Linked DNA regions of Gossypium arboreum: region 2 is linked to region 1. Evidence: chromatin contacts called from public Hi-C data. All regions are on one chromosome and are shown on one strand. The core of a region is the stretch at or near the end of the contact, and the rest is flanking DNA. Distances in the headings are between cores, read along the strand shown.

What was found. A called contact is a pair of places that touch in the nucleus more often than the background predicts.
Region 2: a Hi-C map of leaf shows a contact between it and region 1, with 2.2 times the contacts expected there. The contact joins the promoter of LOC108489744 here to the promoter of LOC108489357 in region 1. A contact is called at or near these places in 2 of 5 Hi-C or Micro-C datasets (both in leaf).

What each region holds. Positions count from the first base shown.
Region 1 is chr10:43,767,762-43,773,452 of ASM2569848v2, forward strand. LOC108489357 (protein transport protein SEC23-like) reads left to right here and starts at 3,613. Exons shown (of 12, transcript XM_053020035.1): 1 at 3,613-4,764; 2 at 4,850-5,023; 3 at 5,580-5,691. The coding sequence starts at 4,015.
Region 2 is chr10:44,015,454-44,021,250 of ASM2569848v2, forward strand. It overlaps LOC108489744 (protein TIC 22-like, chloroplastic), which reads left to right and starts at 1,592. Exons shown (of 8, transcript XM_017794466.2): 1 at 1,592-2,334; 2 at 2,791-2,865; 3 at 4,599-4,655; 4 at 5,141-5,200; 5 at 5,279-5,359; 6 at 5,500-5,535; 7 at 5,641-5,743. The coding sequence starts at 1,840. The coding sequence ends at 5,727.

The sequences.
Region 1 (5,691 bases), core at 2,363-4,862:
TTGAGCCAAACAAATGAGCATGCATGAGCCTTAGATGCTAAGGGGAAAATCGGCTAACATGTTGTGCTTTAAAATGATGAAATGGAGATTATACTTAAGTAAAATCATAGATATGTGATGATTGATTGGTGATATACATGTTTAAATAACAAGCATGCAAGTTAGGTGTGAAAGAGTGATTTGGTAATAAATCTGCTTGGGACAGCAGCAGTAACGTGACTTTGGAAAATCACCATAAATTGTGGGAGATGGGTTAGAAGCTGCATAAATTATGTAATTAAAGCTTAATGAGTCTAGTTTCAAATGGAATAAATGAGAACATATTTTGAATTCTGTACAATGAGAAATTTGATTCGTAATGAAGAGTGGTCAGATTAGTCAAACAGTGAAACATGGGAAACTTTAAGAAAAATCTGGTATTGATTGGCCATACCAAAAATTCTGAAAATTTTATGGATAAAAGATATATGAGTCTATTTTCAGGGAAAATTAACGGCACTTGATTTGGAGTTTCGTAGCTCCAGTTATAAATAATTTAGTGACTGTTGCTCAGGAAGACAGCTTGCAGTGAAATTATGATTATGTGGTAAACATTGACAAAAATTTGTTAATGAGTTGCTTATTGTTTTCTTATAAGCTTACTATGATCTGTAGGTGTGGTTGGCCGAATATTGTAAGGGGTTAATACGTAGTTTGTATTTGAATAGTTAGATTAACGTGTTAGTAATCCAATTGTAGGCGGTTCGTGTGGATCTCACAAGATATCGTCGCAAACAGGTGTGTAACTAACACCCTCTTATAGACTAGATCGGCACAAGCTGAAAAGTCGAAATGCCGAAAAGCCGGTATTTTGAGATCTTGCGAGTGTGTGAATGCTCATGAGATTAATAGTTTGATGTATATGGTAAATTAAAGTGATAAGACTGCAGAGTGCGCTATTCTGTGCATTTCGATATTTTTGGGCTTAATGGGCCAAAAACGGGATAATGGGCCAACGGGCCCAAATTGGTAAGAAAACACGGTAAGTGTTTCTGATCGTATGTAAATGGCTATGTTATGTATGAAAACCTTAAGAATAGTTAAAATTACTTGAATACCCCTATGTATGCAAAATTACCATTATACCCCTAGGGTTACTTTTCACTGAAAAGCATGACGATCTGATTCTGTATGATGTATGCCATGATTATATATCTGTTGCATGGGGACTTGGGTTATACTATGGAGGAAGCGCCCGGTGGCTATGCCACAATTATTCGATCCGGTGGCTCGCCACATATATCTGCTTCGTGGCTCGCCACAATATTCAGATCTGGTGACTTCGTCACAATATCTGGCAGCCTCGCTGCGATTTCTGTGGTGTGTAACGGTTGGTTGGGTCGAGCAGTCTCCTCACATGGTGTAAGGCTAGTACGGGGGTGTTATGGATGAATCTGGGTTGGGTTTCTGCATAAATATGTAATATCTGTTCTGTTCTGTTATGGGCCTATGGGTTTCATTCTGAATTCTGTTCTGGGCTAAGGCCAACTTATTCTATTTCTGTGGTTTGAGCTGATATAGGCTATGGTTGGGTTAATTTACACACTGAGTTTTCCCAAACTCATGCCTTTTATTTTCTTCCACGCAGGTAATCCCCAACCATAGTGGGCTTGGAGCTGTGAGGGAATTCGGAGTTGCCACCCGCTCTGAAAGTTTGATTTTCTGGTGAACTGGACATCCTTTTAATTACGTTTGAGGTTTTGGGCTTTTAAATGTAATAAGGCCGCTTATTTATTTTTGATGGTTTTTATATGTTTTATTAAGATAGGTAATATTTATATTTAACTGTTGAAATTAGATAGCTTTAGGGCGCGTTTTCAAAAACAGTAATTGATTTCAAAATAACACGAAAACAAGCAAAGCTTCCGCAATGAAGATATTTTCTAAAATTAATCACTTTTCCTAAAAAAGACTTAATCAAATCGGTTTCCTAGAAATATACATGACGTTAAGGTATGGCAATGGCGGTTTGCATGTCTAGGATTGGATCCGAAGGGAGTTTGGTACTTAAGTAGTCCGATGGACTCACCTCCTCTTTTCCGGTTTCCTATCTGGTGCATAGCTTCCATTCACTTGGTTAGTTTAACAAAAGTCAGCTTTTAAAACACTGAAAAGGGAACACGGGTTTTTGACTTCAAAGTGGCACGTCGGATTCGGCTTTAACGTCTGGGCCAGGTTTGGGGTGTTACATCAACTATGAACTTCACATTTCATTTACTCCTTTACGTCTAGACTTTTGCCGTTAGCAACGTATGGTAAGTCCAATTATAAAAATGATGTTAGTTTCACTTGAAACACATCACTAATTCATGAATTACAATCTATTCAATTTAGTCCCTTTAAGCCCTAATATCTGAAATGCTCGTATCTTTTGATATTATTTATCGAATCAAAATTCGACTTTATATTCATTCATTAGGGACCTCAAGCTTCCAATCAATGACATAATTTTTCAATAACTTTTACTTTATTCAATTTGATCCCTAATACCATAAAATTGACTATAAGACTTAACTAAATTTCTAGTTTAACCCAACACTTTCCACTACATTCTAACATGGTCCTTAACATAATCTATGCATATCATCCTAATTTCATCACTACCAAGCTTCAAACTCATTAAAATTTATTAATGGCAATTTGATATATACTTATCAATTAAGAAATCTAATACATAAATTAACATATTAAGCTCTCATAATTAAAAGTCCATAAAAATTTCAAGAAAAAAAAGGTTTATTTACCTCGATGGCCAAAAGTGAAGAAATAAAACCTTAATCTCTATGTTTTTTTTTCCCCTTAAATCGGCAATGGATAGAAGATGATAATATTTACCTTCTCTCTCAAACTTATATATATACTAAGATTAATTATCAAAATTAATCTTTTAATAAATGGTTATGATCTAATGTTACTTAAGTTAGTGGAAAAGTATGGCTATGATTAACTTAAGGCATTAACCATGTTTTTGATTTTATTGCTTTAAGGTCTTTAATTGAATTGCTCTATTGCATTTTTTAAATTAAAATTTAATAGAGAGTATATTTTTATAATTTAATTTTTATATTATAATTAACGATTTTCTAAATTTAATTACTCAACAATCTAATAATATAATCCCGTACTAGATAAGTAAATCATTCTATTAATGATTTCACTAATTCGATTTATGTAATTTCGCTTCAAAATTGCATTTTTCGATATCGGCTAAAAATCAGATCGTTACATATCGCGTGTGAGTTTTTATCCAGATTATTTTAGTTATTAGTTTATTTTGTACTGGTATTAGTTAGATTCTATTTTATAGTTGCTCGAATATATTTTATAGTTGCTCTAATATATATTTTGGTATTAGTTTGATTTGATTTAATTTTGTAGTTATTTGAATATATATTTTAGTATTAATTTGATTCTATTTAATAGGTGCTTGAACATGTATTTATAATCTTACTTTGGTTGTATTATATTTGTAAACTCTAAAAAATTATTAATATAAAATAAAAAGAAAGCATGGAAGAAAGATCAAAGAAATTAATTAGATAGAATAAATAATAAAATTGGGTTAATACAGAACGATGCTTCCGAGTAGTGACATATTTCTCAAATTTTGAGGCATTTATATTTGGTTACTAAATTAATCCAAAAATAAATTGTAGCGTATCGGTAAACAATGGAAGGCGATAATATTTCGTTATTACAAATCTGAAATCTGCCCCTTTAAATGCCCACTTTTTAGTTCATTCCTATTTTCACTTTTCCTTTTCAGATACGCTTTTACTTCAATCCTTCTCTCTTCGTATCTCCTGGTGACCCCTTTCTCTTCAGTTTCTTCAGGGGGTCGACCAAAATCAGGAAAAAGAGTTTGAAAAACCCTGAAATTCTTTTTCAAGTTCAAAGTTAGTGATCGAATCTAATCCAAAAAAAAAAAAGAACAATTGTCTTCGATTTAAAAAAAAATTCAAATAAATTTCAACCATGTCGGAAATGGCGAACATGGATCCCGAAGGGATAGATGCAATACGGATGACGTGGAACGTTTGGCCACGCACTAAGGTGGAAGCCAGCAAGTGTGTCATTCCTTTGGCTGCTTCAATCGCTCCGATCCGTCCACACACGGACATTCCGATGCTGCCTTACGCGCCGCTGCGATGCAAGACATGTTCCGCCGTCCTCAACGCCTTCGCCCGCGTTGACTTCATGGCCAAGATCTGGATCTGCCCTTTTTGTTACCAGCGAAACCATTTTCCGCCTCACTATGCCATGATATCCGAAACGAACTTGCCTGGCGAACTCTATCCGCAGTATACCACCGTGCAATACGCGCTCCAATCGTTTCCCGATCCCAACAATTCCAATGCTCCTCAATTGCCACCAGTTTTTGTGTTCGTGTTGGACACTTGCATGATAGAGGAAGAGCTTGAGTTTGTTAAATCGGCGATGAAGCAGGCTATTGGGTTGTTGCCAGAACATGCGCTTGTCGGCTTTGTTTCGTTTGGAACTCAAGTCCAGGTTCATGAATTGGGGTTCTCGGATATGTCGAAGGTCTACGTTTTCAGGGGTAGCAAGGAGATTTCCAAGGAGCAAGTGTTGGAGCAGTTGGGCCTCGGTTCGGCTGGGCGGCGGCCAACAGTAGGGTATCTGAAAGTCCTGCAAAATGGTTACACAAATACTAGCGTTAACCGGTTTTTATTGCCTGCTTCCGATTGCGAATACACCCTAGACACGGTGCGTTTTGATATATTTTTCGTGGGAATTCAGTTTTTTAAATGGTTAAATTCTTTTATTTAGTGGTTGGTTTAATTTAATGTAGTTGTTGGATGAATTGCAAACGGATCAATGGCCTGTACAAGCGGGGCACAGGGCGTCGAGGTGCACTGGAGTGGCCTTAAGTGTTTCAGCAGGATTGCTTGCAGCTTGCTTGCCTGGTACTGGTGCTAGGATTATTGCTTTGGTTGGTGGTCCATGTACTGAAGGGCCAGGCACGGTAATGCCATTACTTTGTTTAGCTTCTGAATTCTTACTTACTCTAAAATTAAATGATAGGACCAAATTTTATGGGTATCACTTGTTTACTGATGAATGTTTTGGTAGTTTATGATCAATCCACTTTAATAATATGGCATGGTTGATATGGACATGGTTTGTTGTAATTGGTATAACCTTTATTTTTGCTGCAAATTGACTGAGACCTTTATTTTGTTTGATTAGTATGAATGTTGGCACATTTACTTGTGCACTTGGTTAAAAAGAGAAATTCTATCTCATAAGGTTTATTCCTGTTGATTACTTTCATTCTGTCTCCAAAGTTTTTGGCCAATTTTCATGTTACCTGTATAGTTTCATATAGCCTAGTACCTTAATATATCTTTGTGCAAGACAAGCTTCGTTCTTAGGTACCTTGTAGTTGTAGGAATACTTTGTACACAATTACGATCTAATTGAGAAAATGGAGATTAATCAAATCATCTTTATTTGAGAGTTGCTTTGTTTTTAATTTATACTAATAATCTTGTATTATATTATTCATATGATTTTTGCAGATTGTATCAAAAGACTTGTCAGAACCCGTACGTTCCCATAAGGATCTTGATAAGGTTGCTGCACCGTATTTTAAGAAAGCAGTCAAATTTTATGATAGTCTTGCGAAGCAGC
Region 2 (5,797 bases), core at 342-2,841, 250 kb after region 1:
CTTGCCAATAAGGACAATGACCTCAACTAGTCCCAAGTAATGAACGGCTAAAGGTGAGTTTGGATGGGTTGTGCGTTTACCTGTGGTTAGTGTGTGGCGGTGAGATTAGATACTGTAGCGTGAGACAAAAAGTAACCTAAACGCACCGCACCGCACCATGCTGTCATCCCAAACCCACCCTAAGCCTCAAACATTTATACATTATCACACTAGCCAAGCTCCCATGATTCCTTCAGTGTAAAAAGTATCGTGTATACTAGTTTGAGGTTTGAGTTCACTTCTTACTCGTACTCTTATTAAATATTTTCTTAAACTTATTGTTGTTCCTTACTCTGAATCAGGAGTGAAGTTAGAAATTTTGTTTAAGGAGATTGAGGTAATATTATAAAATTTGGGGAGGGAGATAAAGATAAAATTTTTGTATTGAAGTTTTCAAAAAAGGCTAAAATTATGGTTTTTCCATTAAATCAAATGTTAAAAAGAACTAAATTGTTTTTTTTTTTTAATTTTGGGAGGGATTATAAAGCTAATTTTCTTTTGAGTTAAGAGGGAGGGGGGAAAGGCCCCTTCCTACCCCTTTGGCTACGCCTCTGCTATGAATTAAGCATCGAAGAGCGTCTTGAAGTATAAATTTGGACGCCCTTATAGTTACCCTATGTCTTGCAAGCCTTCCATCATCTTTGGGGTGTGAAAAATCCTTATAGTCCATTATCAACTTAAAGTGACTAAAACAATATGTTTAGTTAACTAAATATTTTACTTAGAATATGATGATATTTTTCAAAATTATGGAATGAAATGAAATAAAAACTTATTAATTTTAATATTTTTAATAACATTTATAATTAAAAAGTTATTTTATTATTGACAAACATGTAATTTAATTTATTTATTTTAAAATATCATTAGTTTATTTAAAAATAATAATGCATTTATCTCAAAATAATATATGATTAAAATTAAAATAAGTTTTAAACGTTTGGTTTGTATTCAAATAATTCAATAGTATTTAAAAATAATTTAAATTTTGATTTTGATTTTATAATTATGAAAAATAGTAATACTGTCCCAAAAGTAAATTTTTACTTTAATTTTCCAATGACCATGCTTCAAAAATGGCAATATACTTTATCACCATTATTGAAAAGGATGATATTGTTATAATTGAAGAAAAAGTAATTCATAGTATTAGATAGATTGAGTAATTAATCAATACAATTGAGTTTGTGGGTAGCAAATATAACCAACTTTCCTTGATAACAGCGATCTCTAATTTCTATTTCAAAATAATTAGAGAATAAGCAGGCTTGGCCCATAAGTTGGTTGGGTCCTCAATGCTCTACTTCACAGACTTAGTGCTCATTTTATGTTTCCATAAATTTTGATTCCAATTGTTAACGCACTCAAAACTTTTTTGTACTTGGGCTTGGTTTAAGATTCGACTTTTTCCCTTGCTTTGGGTCAAAATTTTGGGCCCCAAACATGAAAAATCAATCGTGCGATTCGTAATTTAACTGAATTAACGACTAACTTATCCCACCCGATTAATCACGAGTTAAATAGTGATTCAAGCAAGATGATGATATGAGGTGTTGAAGAGTTTATTATTAATAGATATTAATTTGGATCGAGGGTTAAATAATTTTGTTCTAAAGGTCCAACCCACCCGTCCGGCCCATATTTCTAAATTCTCGCTTGTCGCCGGCAAATGAATGTTTTTTCTATTTCCCTCCTTTCGGTCGCTCCCTACTCATCCCCGAAACTGATTCCAACTACAAAAGCTCACTGTTTTCTCCGATATTATCCTAAATTTTCCCGTGAACCAAAAAGGAAAGAAAGATGAACCCCCCTAGCAACTCCAAAACCCCCAAAAATTTCTCGCCATTCAAACAAACCCCTCCTCTCCAAGACCTCCAGCAAGCCTTCTCGAACATCCAGACCCACTGCTCTTCTCTCTTCCGACAAACTCAAAATCAGTTGATGGACGCTTTTAACTCCACCTTTTCTCACTTTAATCCGCCTTCTTTTTCTCCAAAAGGGCCGGTTTTTGCTCGAATTGCTGATTCTAGCAAGACCCAGATTGCTTTGAGTAAAAAAAACGGTGCTGCCATGCCGGCTGAGAAATTAGAAGAGAGATTGGCTGGGGTTCCGGTCTATGCCTTGAGTAACTCAGAGGAGGAATTCGTGTTGGTTTCGGGTGTTTCGACGAAAAAATCACTTGGGTTGTTGTGTTTCAAGAAGGAGGACGCTGAGGCTCTTTTGGAACAGATGAAGAATATGGATCCTGGCATGCGAAAAGGAGGTTCTAAAGTGGTTGCTGTTGCTCTCAACAAGGTTATTTTCTTTCCTTCTTTCTTTCTATTTGGATTTTTCAAAATGCGTTTGATAGATTAAATTTGTGTAGAAAATGTACAAAGTTTTATGGACTATGGAGTCCATTAAGAGGCTAATGTCTGTTTCCCACTTGTGTTTGCCATTTTCTTAGATATAAAAGATAAAATAACAGATTTGAAAATGTTTTAGCTTCAGCTGTTTGTTCTTGTAGTGACATAGGATTGAGCTTTTTACTTTCTAATATTTCTTTTTAGCAACATTTTGAGCAAGGAAATAGTAAGCCGCAAAAGCAAAAGACGAAATCGAGCCTGTTATTAGATTGTTAACTTACCGTGCCTTTAAATCTTAACTAATTTGGTTTTTTTTTTTTTTTCATTGTGTAATTAATTGTTTGTTTGGTTTATATGAATGAGATAAATGTTGGAGGAGTCATGCTTGGATATGGGGGTTTTGCAGGTTGTCCAGCTGCAGGTTGCTGGTGTGGCACTTAGGCTGGTACCAGAGTCCACTCAGATCAAGAATGCACTTAGAGTGAGTAGTTTGTTATACAATGAGCTAATTTATCTGTGAGTCTTTGTATTATGTGGATAGAATGAATTTTATGCTCTCTATTTTGGGTTCTTATAAGTTTCAAGGTTGATGTAGGAATCCTATAACTTTTTATTGTTCTTTCTTTCATGCAAAAGATATGATATGTTTTAATAATCCTGACAAAGGAAAATGTCTGACATGAGGACTTGAGCCAAACAGTATATTCAAAAGTGATTATCTTATTTATTCCTTTTGTGTGAAACTAGTTTGCATGTTCTCATTTCCTGTGTAGAGAAATGTCATACTTGGAGTCTTATCTTATCCACTATTAGATTGTCTGGTTATAACTTTCAATATACTTCTCCTATGGGATCGTTGTAATTGTTGGGTGTGATTTTACTGTTAAATTAGCAGAGCCAAATGACAATTGCTTTTTTATTGGGGTTCAATTAATTTATAGAAAAGTTATTTACCTCTTTGATATTCTACGACAAACTGAATGAAGCACTTATAAGTAGTTATAAGTAGCTGAAGTGTCAGTTTCTTATAGCACCAGTAATTTTTTTCCTCTTCTTAAGAAACCTGCTAAGAAAGCTGGTGAATCACTTAAAAACTAAAATGCTTTACCTATGTGATTATTTCAAAAGTTGTTAAGGTTCTACACAATGATGTAAAATCGGACCAGACCGGCCAGTTCAACTGGGAACCAGCAGATCCAGCGGTTTATCATCTCATACATAACCGGATATTTATCAACCTGGAGAGAATTGGACAAAAAATGGGAAAACCAGACCAAGAAAGAGGGAAAAAAAAAGAAGTAGAAAAACTGATTTTAGGCTTTTTAACCCATTTGAGTCAGACTTTTTGAACCCAATTGAAGAAGATCTTCATCTTCTCTTCTTTCCTTCTAGCAGCCATATTCATCTCCTCTTCTTTATTTCTATCAAAGTATCTGCTAGAAAACTTGGTTTATTTTCATCAAAGTATCTTCTAGAGATCCATTACAATTCAACCAATCAGATAAAATTTAGTTTGCGATGTTTGAATTTTTTTTGGTAAAATAAAAAAAGAAAGAGTTTAATTGAATGGTGGATTTGGTTTTCTTTTTGTGGATAGGCACAGCTTGACATGAATTGGGAATGCAGGGTTTTCTTAATTTGGTGGGTACTAACTATAGAAGGATTTTGATATGAACCAAATTGGCTTGAAATCAAGAAATAAGAATTTAAGGAAAAATAGATGCTAAAGTAGATAAAACAGAGCAAGGGGAGAGAAGAACAATGGAGGGGAGATTGAGAAGTTTTAATATTTTTTTTTTCTTCATATTCTCTTTAATCGAGAGGGGATCTGAATTAGTGATTTGATATCAAACCGTTTGAACTGGGGCTTAACCGGTTTAATCTTTGGTTCGGTTTCTAAAACACTGGTTATGCTGATTGATAGTAGTTATATCAGCTATGAAGTATAGAGTGAGGATTTTGGTTCAGAATTATGTTGAAAGAAATCACAGTAATTTACTCTCTGGTAGATTTTGAATGGTTCCAAGTATGGTCATAACGTTTATGAGATCGCTTTTTCTTCTCCCGGTAACAAAGGTTAATTGTTTTTTCTGTTCTTCATTCCATATAATTTTCTTTCTCCTCTTTTTTATTTCTGTTCATGCTTACCAACTTGCTTATTGTTTGTAAAATGCATGCTAAGTATGTATGCAACAATTTTTTTTCTTTGAATAGGAAAGGGAAAGAGCTGGTTTCTCTGATGATAGCTTCCCCGGTGTTCCAGTTTTCCAGGTCCTTTCTAGCAGTGTTTAATACGTTAGCATGTATTTGTATGTGTTTAGGGCATATAGTAATCCTACTAGAATAGAATGCGATTTATAAAATTTATTAAGCCTTTTTGCTGCAATATTTGTTGCTCTTCATATTTCTTCCTTTCTGTATAATCTTGTCATCTCTCAAAGCTTTGGGTTTCTGCATGATCAATTGCAACATCTTTTTTGTTGTCATATGGTATGGAATATTAAAATTAATTTGAGGTAGTCTTGACCATATTATCCAATTTCTGTCTGGGTTAATGGTTTTGGAATTTGACCCTAAGCTTTGTGGGGGCATGAAGCCTGGTGGTCTTTGTTACTAGTTAGCTGCCTTTTCTTTAAACATCACTACTTGGGAGAAAACAGCTGTGTTTCTGTAGTTTTATTTGTTACATTTATATCTGAGCACAACCTTTATTTGATTATGCAAGATTTGAAATTGTTGAAATATTTGGTTTTCAGTCTAGGAGCTTGGTACTAAGAAGTCAAAATAAGAGCTATCGACCAGTTTTCTTTCGAAAGGTTGGTAAATAGATAGCCTTTTTATATGCACAATGTTCATGGATAGTCTCCAGATCTTATGTTTCAAAATTCTTTTAGGAGGATTTAGAGCAATCACTTCTGAGAGCTTCCCGTGACCAGAATCAATTGAATCCTGCCTTTAGACCTGGGGATATTCAGGTTGGCTGCTGTTTTCTTGAAAAGAATGCTTGACTGTAATTTTTCATATTCACACACATATGCACACGTGTATAGTTACGCTTTATAATTCAACGATATACTTTCTCTACGGTAATATATGTATATTATAAAATTCACAGGTTGCTGTTTTCGAGGACATAATCAAGGGAATGAAAGTAAGTTGCTTCTTTGTATTAACAGTTTTCTCATAGTGTGGAAAGTGGAGCTTTGGGGATAAGAACCATTTGCTGTCCATAAAGCTTGTCAATTAAAATTTGCAGGACACTTCTACGTCGAATTGGGATGATGTTGTTTTCATTCCTCCTGGTTTTGATGTTTCAACTGATCCCACCCAACTACAACAGTAGGCAACTAAATGAGTCGGTAAGGAAATCTTTTGCTAGCATTTACTTTAGGTGAATGTATGTAGCTGAGAGG